Regions from separate parts of the Oryctolagus cuniculus genome. Here region 1 is linked to region 2. Evidence: chromatin contacts called from public Hi-C data. All regions are on one chromosome and are shown on one strand. Each heading gives the region's core, a stretch centred on a gene start, on an enhancer-like site or on the middle of the called end of the contact. The rest is flanking DNA. Distances are from core to core; before and after follow the strand shown. Region 1 overlaps SLF1 (SMC5-SMC6 complex localization factor 1). Region 2 holds the start of NR2F1 (nuclear receptor subfamily 2 group F member 1).

Region 1 (4,546 bases), core at 736-3,235, 1.1 Mb before region 2:
AGAAGTAGGACTTCTGGTAGTAAAGTACTGATGTTCTATTTCTCTTATCAGCCTGACTTCCTAAGTATTCCATATTAAAAAAAAAAAAAAAACTTTGATAAAAATGCCTAGTGTGTAATCCATATTTCTACCTTTAAGAAAAATTACATAGACAATTTTTAAATATTAATATTTGGATATGATAAAAATATGGACACAAAAAATGGTTCTGTATCATTAGCTATAAATAATATGAATGATTCATTTCTTGATTTTGCTAATGTCAATATTTTAAAGATTTCTTAGGAAAATTAACTCAAACTATTTCTCTTAATGTGACATAAAACTATTTAATATCACAAATTTTAAGACAGTGGATTACATCATGAAGATTTAGAACTTACCTTTAACATTGATGTCTATTCCTGGCAAAGAGAGAAGAAGAATCAATTTCTCCACTTGGTTATTTATGCAAGCTCTATGCAGGGCTGTTTCTCCTGCCATAAAAAATTAATAGATTATTCCAGAGAAGACAAGATATCAACTAAAGAAAATAATCAAAGGGCATGAACTAAGAGATCTGGCCCCATGCCAGAAAATTATTTATTGAGTTTTCCTTTTGACTAGTTTAAACATTTCTTGCATTAAAAAAAGAAGGGTAGTGGTGGAAGGGAACCCCGCCACTCCACAGGGCTTCTGTTTTATCAGCAATTCAGTAGTGAAATTCTACGGCAAAAGGTTTAATACAGGCATTGTCTCCCCCTAGTTCAAGGTTTAAAGCTTCAATACTGCTATAAAACCCCCAAATGATCACAGCACACCAAAAATACTGGGTTTTGAGCAATAAAAGTTTAGAGTGCAATTGCCCTCTCTTAAATTTATTCATGAACCTACGTTAAATGTATGGCTCTTTTTTATACTGCATTTATAGCTTAATTCAAATGAATGTTTCTGGCTAAGCACGAGTGCCTCTACACACTCAAGGATAATTCAGAACTTCAAATCCATTAACAGATGGTTTGCTGCTTCTCAATAGGCTGTCTGGCTTGGCTACAGCAGCTCAGAGAGGGAGAAATGGAGGAATCTTAATATAAACACACCACACACACACACACACACACACACTCCCCCCACCCCCCATCTCTCTCTCTCTATGAAAAAAAAAAATCACCCGTACCATTTAAAGCTGAACAAAAGTTACAAATAAAATGGTAAGGTTTTTGCCAGGAGAGATGCAATTAGTACCTACTGGCTAGAATTATCTATGTCCATCTCTGTTATACCCAAATTAATAAGATGAGTGACAGTTTGATGTAAAGGGAATTTTAAAAAAAATCTGGGATTGCTTAAAAACCAAGATGAAATAGTGAATCAATTTTTTTCTCGCTAGAAAATACTAAGTAGCACATTTTTACAGATAATCTCTGTACCTTCTACCAAAACATTTCTTTTACATGCATAGCAAAGCTTTTGAAGTTTTTCTCTATTTCTCAGTTCTCTTCCTCTCTCAGTTCCTTCTGCTGTTCAGTCTAAAGTCATTCATATTCATTTTATTTTGTGCAACAATAAAACAAAGAAAAAGGACACTGATTTGTGAAGTTAATATCTGAATTCTCATCTAATACATTTTTCATATTTTGAGCCAAATAGACAGTTATTTTGATTTTGTGCACACTTATGAACTTGTATCACGTTGAAAGGTAAGAGCTTCACCATCGCGATTTTCCATGGGATTACATGATGTTAATATTTGTATTAGAAGCATGATATAGCTCATAAACAAGAGAGACTCAGCATTTTATTTTGGCCAGGTATAGCCTCTTGGAGGATAATTTATATTTTCAAGTTAAGAGGTGGCAAAGTAAAAGAGGTGCCAGAGTGAATTATTACAACAGTATTCTTGTTATTCCATCGTTTAGGTGCTCGGGTTCCAGTATAGTTAGAACCAAAAGCCAAACACATTTCATAGTCTGGGCTCAATGCCTGGAAGAAAAGAGCCCATATGCCTAACACAGCTATGTAACATAGCCTACTCTTCATTCTTTGTTCACAGAATGTCTAGGACTGAACGAGATGAAGACAGAATTATACTTTCAAATCAGAAGACACTGACTGGAAGCAGCACAGGTTGAGGTGGAATAGAAAAGTAAGGCGGGCAAGTCTGGAACGAGCTCTATGAGTGCTATACAGTGTTTAGTATTTGGAAAGGCAGGGACAGAAAAGAAAGGGAGGAATACTCCAATTTACCAGATATTAAACGATCACATTCTTTGTATAAATGACAATTCAAGAAAATAATATGCTATCCAGGAAGGTATGTCCTGGACCAAGTCCAATATTTAAGTTCAACTGTTCGTCAGGGCAAGTGTATGACATTTGCAAGTACTGACTACAACCATGAAAAGTTCTTAGCATAAATTAATTTAGAGACTTGGAATACCTTTTAGATTAGTCTTGTGAAAATTCATCTTTGTAACTAAAGAGGGGCAATTCTCCTTGGAACATGACAGTTCTCCTTCTGACTTCTTTTTCATTTTTTTTAATGATGAGGAACATTTAGCAAGGTTTCGCTCTCTGAAAGTAAAGAAAGAAATAAGGAAAGCTTGTTTTCCAGCAAGGTAGACCAGCATACATTAGATGGCATTTTTTTTTAAATCTCCTGTTTCATTTAAATGCTTTTACTCAGTCTTATTTGATATTATTAAATTATTACGTATAATAAATAATTAAAAATATATTTTAAAATCTGTCAATTGTATAGAAACAAAGTTTAAGGTATGAATTTCATTTTATCAGACTTACACAGCCAACCGCCCTGTGAAAAGTTCATAAATATAGAATGTGGGGTAAACAGATAAGAGTCCAAGTAAGCCATATTCAGCAGAGAAAACAAAGCAGAAAACTAAGATCAGAAAGCAGGCCTCTGTGCCCCATTCCTGTCTTCATGTTCTGAACTTATTTTTTTCTTCCTTTCATAGGACATTCGAGCTTTCTACATAGCACACTTTAAGAGGAGGATTCTCATTTGGGTGAAATTATTCTAACAATTTACCATGTATTCTGAAATCTCATAGACATTATTGAAAAGTAGTAATTCAAATAATAGAGCAAAATATTATGTAATACAGTAACTAAATGAACAGTTTTACTTCTTTTGGGAAACATTGACTCTTTTTAGAAAATCAGCATGCACCTTGAATTACAGTAGTAAAAAATGTTAATTATGTATATTTTGGGTCTAAAACTGAATTTTCTTCTAATCAGTATACTCCAGACAGTACCACAGGTAAACATAAAGTTGAAGAAATGTGTCAGGAAAAAAACTATACTCCAAAACCTAGCACAAGTGGAACGTCAGCATCACTTACGGTAACTCTGGAAGCCCTTCGATTTGCTTCTGTTTAGCACCATTCAACATAAGCAGGGCTCTCTGAGACTCAAGGCAAGGCCGCTGTCCTGTTTTCTTTGGTATCTGCATCTTTCCAGTTCCATGCACAACACCAGTTTTTCCCAAAGCTGGCAAATAGGAATATACCTGTTGCAAAATAATATTATATTGCCTTCTCAACTACAAAGAAATCAGTAAAAAGAAAGTGCTTGATTCATTTCACTATTAAATTTGGTTATAGTTTCTCAGTTTCATCCCATAGTTGGTATTCTAACTTGTTTGAATGTGGTAAAATATTAAGGAAGCAGCTAGTTCCATGTTACTGAATCTATACCATGTGGACAAAAAGAAAAATATCTTCCTGCAAATATTTTTTTTTAGTTCAATGCTGATGCTCATTTAAGAAAGTTCTTTTGATTAGTCTTAGTCCCACTATGATTCATTTTGCATATTTTTTATATTTATAATTTATGTACAACTGGTATTTTGTCATTTCCATTTTGATATTGCCTTTCTTCAGAACATAAATCTAGAATGAACAAAATAAGTAATGAAAACATCCTTAAAAGCAAAGGATACTGCAAAACAGAATTTGCCTAATCTGACCAATAAACAAACATATTTCTCATCTGCTGCAGAAACTGCTGGAGATATCAGATACTAATAATAAGACAGCCAAGATAAGAGTGGAAAGCCTTAGAACTGTACCTCACGTCTGTCTATGTATAAGACATACATATAAGACAGCACTGTTTGCAAATTTTGCTTTATAAATACCATTAAATTCCATGTAGAACTTCTTTTTTTATTTAGTTCTTTCTAAAATAATCATGTGTACTGTGTGGCAAATGATTAGGAAACAAAGATTCTTACATGATTTTGCTGTTTCCAACCCTGAATTACTTTTCTTTTTTAAAGGTTGTTTATTTTTAAAGGTTGTTATTTGCGAGGCAGAGTTACAAACAGAAAGAGGGAGAGACATAGAGAGATCTTCCATTTGCTGGTTCACTCCCCAAATGGCCAGAACGGACGGAGCTGAGCCTGTTCAAAGCCAGGAGCTAGAAGCTTCTTCCAGATCTCCCACGTGGGTGCAGAGGCCCAAGCACTCATGTCAGCTTCACTGCTTTCCCAGGCCATAAGCAGAGAGTTGGATTGGAAGAGAAATAGCCAGGACACGAA
Region 2 (4,485 bases), core at 488-2,987:
GAAAGCACAATTCAAAGTTGTTGTTGTTGTTGTTGTTTTTCAGATGCCTACACAATCTCCCTGGAGCTAGAAATGAAGTCGTCATGTTTGCCTGCTCCTTGATATCTGAAGGAATTCAATTTCTTTTCATGTGGTATATAAGATATAATTTTAAAGTCAATTGCCAGAAGTAGCAATCTACATTCTGCAAAATTGACTGGTTCGCTAATTTGACTTTAAGCCATCTTTAACGATTGTTAGGAGATAAACTTTAACTGTACACGGCTAAATATATTTATCAGAAAAGTGCTGCATCTCTTGCCACATGAACATGAACCATATCCAAATACAACATCAAAAGTTGCATTAAAAAAAAACACCCAACACAAACCCATACAACACAGGGATTAAATGATGTGGAAGCTCATGCCAGCTGCAGCCTATGCATTATGGCCAAATCAGAAGCATCGGTAAATGCCGTTGTAAATTGTAATTTGTATGCAGTATTTAAGCAGAGGGTGGAGTTTGATGAAGAAATAAAACGAGGATCATGCTTTAAAAAAAATGCACAACTATGAAAGCACGGCTCAGTCACAAACTTTCCTTTCAAAGTAGAGGGGTGAAAACAAGGCCACGGCTCTGGAGGAGGCGGCCCCTGCTCGGTGAGGAGGACAGGGAACCAGTGGAGGGGCCAGAAGCCCCCCTTCCCCCCTAATTAGACCTACAAGTGCCATAAATCTCACTCCTCTTTTTCCAGGCTAGGCTTCCAAAAGGATGATGGCAGCAATGAATCTCCAGCTCGGAGTCCTCCAGCCCCCCAGCCCTCCCCCGTTTTAAATAAAGGCGATGAAGAGGGGAAGGGGAAAGTGCAATGAAACACACACACACACACACACACACGAACACACACACAGCGTTTTGGGGGGGGGGTGACCAGCAGCCCTGCCCGAGTTCATGCCAGCACAGCCCCGAGCATCCTCACGCACACGCGGGAAGGAGACGCGCGGCGGGCACAGCCGAGGCGCAGGGAGGGAGGGATCCATCCAGGGACTCGGCGCAGAGCAGGCAGCGGGCGGGGTGGGGAGCCGGGGAGAGCCGCGCAGGCCGGGAGGGGGAGGCAGCGGCTGCGAGCCGGGGAGGGCGGGGGGACGGCGCGGGGGGACGGGGGGAAGCCGGGCCGGGCCCCGGCCGGCGGGAGAGCGAGGAAGGGAGCCGGGGCGGGGAGGAGCAGGCGGGCGAGGCGCGGGGAGAGAGGCAGAGAGGAGATATTCACCTTCCCGCCTCATGCCCACTTTGAGGCACTTCTTGAGGCGGCAGTATTGGCACTGGTTGCGGTGGTGCTGGTCGATGGGACAGTTCCTGTTGGCACGGCATGTGTAAGTTAAGTTCCTGCGGACGCTCCTCTTGAAGAAACTTTTGCAGCCCTCGCAGGTGAATTGGCCGTAGTGCTTGCCGCTCGACTTGTCCCCGCACACCACGCACTCGATGTGCTGCTGGCTCTGGCCCGAGCCGGGCGGGCCCTGGCCCTTGTCCCCCGCCGTGCCGGGGGTGGCGGGCGCTCCGGGCTGGCCCGGGGTCTGCGGCGTGTGCGGCGCACCGGAGCCCGCCTGCTGCTGCTGCTCGCCGGCGCCGCCGCCGCCGCCGCCGCCGCGGGCCGCCTGCGCTGCGGGGTTGGGGCCGCCGGGGTTGCCCCCGGCCACGTCGTCCTGCGGATCTCGCCAGCTGCTAACTACCATTGCCATATCTTTGGGCCCGGGGAGCGCTGGGGGGAGCCGAGCTGCTCGCCGAGGGCCGCGGGGCGCGCGGGCGCGCTGGGAGGGGAAGGGGAAGGGGAAGGGGGGAGGGGGAGGGGGCGGGGGGCCCGCCGGGCGCCCCGGGGTCGCCGGAGCCGAGCCCGAGCCGGGCACCGGCCGCTGCCTCCGCCGCCGCCGCCGCCGCCGCCGCCGCCGCTCCTGCCTCGGCCGCCCCGCTGCTGCCGCGCGCCCGCCCGCCCTGCTGGCGTTTTGTTGTGGTTCCTGCTGTTTTCTTTCTCTCTTTTTTGCAGCCCCCCCAGGCTCTCAGGCTCCCCCCCCAACACCCCTGCTCCCCTCGCCCGCTTCCCCCCCGCGCTCCGATCCTGGGGGGGCCACGCTCTCCTTCCCCCCCCTCCCCACCCCCCGGCGAGCAGGCTCCCTTCTCTCGCTTTTTTCTTCTTCCCCAAGTTGCAAAATCAGAAATGGCACAGGCGGCAGCCGGGAGCGGCGCGGGGCGCAGCGCCGGGGGCGGCGGGCATGGGCCACGGCGCGCGCACACACTCGCCCTCCGCCTCGCCCGCACCCCCGCGCACACACACACACACACACGCGCACACTCGCGCACACACTCGCTCACCCGCGCCGGGCGCCCGCCCGCCCGCCGGCCGCCCGGGCTGAGCTCAGCGCGCGGGCTGAGCCGACATAGAGGAAGCCGGCGAGGGCGGCGGCGGCGGCGGCGGCGGCGGAGGAGGAGGAGGTCGCGGCTGCAGGCGCCGCTGGAGCTGCCGGCTCGGCTGCCGCGGCGAGCGCCGCTGGAGGAGCCGGGGCCCGGCCGGAGTCCGAGCCGGAGTCGGGGCCGCAGCCGCAGCCGGAGCGCGAGCCGAGGCCGGGGCGGCCCGCGCCGCCGCCGCCGCCGCCGCCGCTGTCCGGGCGGGAGCCCTCGCCGGGCTCGGGGGTGCGGGCAGCGGGGTGAGCCGAGCCGAGCACGGGGCGAGGCTGCGGGCGGCGATCAGGGCGCGCGGGTGTCGGGGGGCCAGGTCCAGGGCCGGGCGCAGCCAGCCATTCAGGAAGGCAGCGCCGGAGAGCGGGAGGCGGCCGGCGCGGAGGATCGCACACTTTGCTCTTTTTGTTGTGCCGGTGGCGCCGGGCTCTCGCCTTCTTCTTCTTTTTTCGGGAGGTGACGGAAAGGGGGAGGAAAATACAGGATAATTCACGCCGGCGACGGATTCACAGCGAGATGGGGAAAAATAAAAATCGGAAGAAAAATAATCACAAATTTAAAAAAGAAAAAAAGGAAAAAAAAAAAAAAAAGAAAAAGCGAGAGAGACATCCAAAGTAGGTCGAATAAATAATCCTCTTCTTTTCCTCTTTCTTGCTCCTTCTTCTGCCTCTTCTGCTATAACACACAGAGCTAGTTAAAAAAACCCTGGAGATCGCCCAAAAATGTTCTTTTTTTAGTATTTTAAATAAGTGCTCTTCAGCCGGGAAGCAACACCCTCCCTCCAAAAAAAATCATATATGTATAAAATAACGATAAGAAGAATACGGAGGGAGTGCCTCCTCCTCCTCCTTTTCTTTCTTTTCTTTTTTCCTTTTTTTTTTTTTTTTTAAGTTTAGCCCTCGCTCTTCTGCTGGAATGGAGTAAAAGAGACGAGGAGGAGGGAAGAAAAGGGGAGAAAGAGGGAGAAGAAGAAGGAACAAGTAGTAGAATATGTAAGAAGAGAGAAAGGGAGAGAGCAGAGAGGAGAGAGAGCAGAGAGAGAGAGAGAGGAGAGGAGGGAGAGGGGGGAGAGAGAGAGAGGAGAGAGAGAGAGAGAGAGAGGGGGAGAGAGAGAGAGAGAGACCCAAAAATTGAATGCGTTTAAACGGGAGGACTCGCCGAGCAATGTTTCCGAAAGGGGGATCTGCGCGAATGTCTGTATATAGTGAACTTTGACACTACTATTGAAACTGACACGTTTCTATGGAGATCGCTGCCTTATATGGAGCTCGTGTCAAGGAGCCAGGAGAAGGGCTGCTGGCGACTGATAATCAAAGGCGACTGACTGGTCCGAGCCCGGGGCGGGGGGAGCGCGCGGGAGGCGAAGGTTAGCCAAGCCTCCCGCGCGCCATTGGCTGGCGCGCCCTCCCCCGCGCGCGGCCCTTTCTTTCTTCCTCCGCTCCCGCCCCGCTACCTTACAGACGCGGCGGGCGCGGGGCGGGGGGCGGCGGCGGCGACGGCGGCGGGGTACTCCCGACCGGGCGCCCCGCGCCGCTGTGTCCTCGGGGCCCTGATTAGCAAGGGGCGGCCGCGGCCTCTCCGCACTCACTCACGCACACATGCACCCCGCACTCGCGGCGCTCGCGGGCACCCGCGCCCCGGCAGCGGGAGGAGGGGTGTCTGCCTGCCGGCGGGGCCGGGGAGAGAGTGAGAGCCGCGTTATTTGGATTCCTCCCGAAAAGTTTGAAAAATCAGGCTGTGTGAGCGTGAAGTGGGTGTCGTGGGACAGGCTGGGGAAAGGCGTTAGGGGGAAGGCAGTGCGTGCGACACCCCCGGTGTGCATTGGCTTCTCACTAGGGGCACAATCCGAATCTGCAGGCTGCTCTCTGGTAGCCTTCGGAGGCGCGAGGTAGGGTCTCCCCGCTGTCTCGGCTATGTCTGCGCCCCAGCGCATCTCCGGGGTTTGAAGGCTTTTTTTTTTTTTGAAGGCTTTAGGACAGAGCGCACTCCTGAAATTTGCAGCGCTGACCACACGTTTGATACGAACCCGCGGTTCCTAGGCAATCCCTGGAT

What was found. Hi-C and Micro-C count contacts between places; a contact is called where the count stands out from the background.
Region 1: a Hi-C map of embryonic fibroblasts shows a contact between it and region 2, with 3 times the contacts expected there. The contact joins the enhancer-like site here to the promoter of NR2F1 in region 2. A contact is called at or near these places in 2 of 6 Hi-C or Micro-C datasets (ear pinna and embryonic fibroblasts).

Annotation. Positions count from the first base shown.
Region 1 is chr14:17,257,505-17,262,050 of mOryCun1.1, reverse strand. SLF1 (SMC5-SMC6 complex localization factor 1) reads right to left here. Exons shown (of 22, transcript XM_017344601.3): 18 at 3,348-3,514; 19 at 2,420-2,553; 20 at 384-476. Among named protein-coding and RNA genes, the nearest start is that of KIAA0825, 76 kb to the right of the region's middle. Within about 2 kb of position 1,985, at least 1 of the 8 cell types and tissues checked has an H3K27ac peak or open chromatin away from gene starts, as enhancers often do.
Region 2 is chr14:16,204,516-16,209,000 of mOryCun1.1, reverse strand. It overlaps NR2F1 (nuclear receptor subfamily 2 group F member 1), which reads right to left and starts at 1,737. Exons shown (of 3, transcript XM_051854005.2): 1 at 1,253-1,737. The coding sequence starts at 1,721.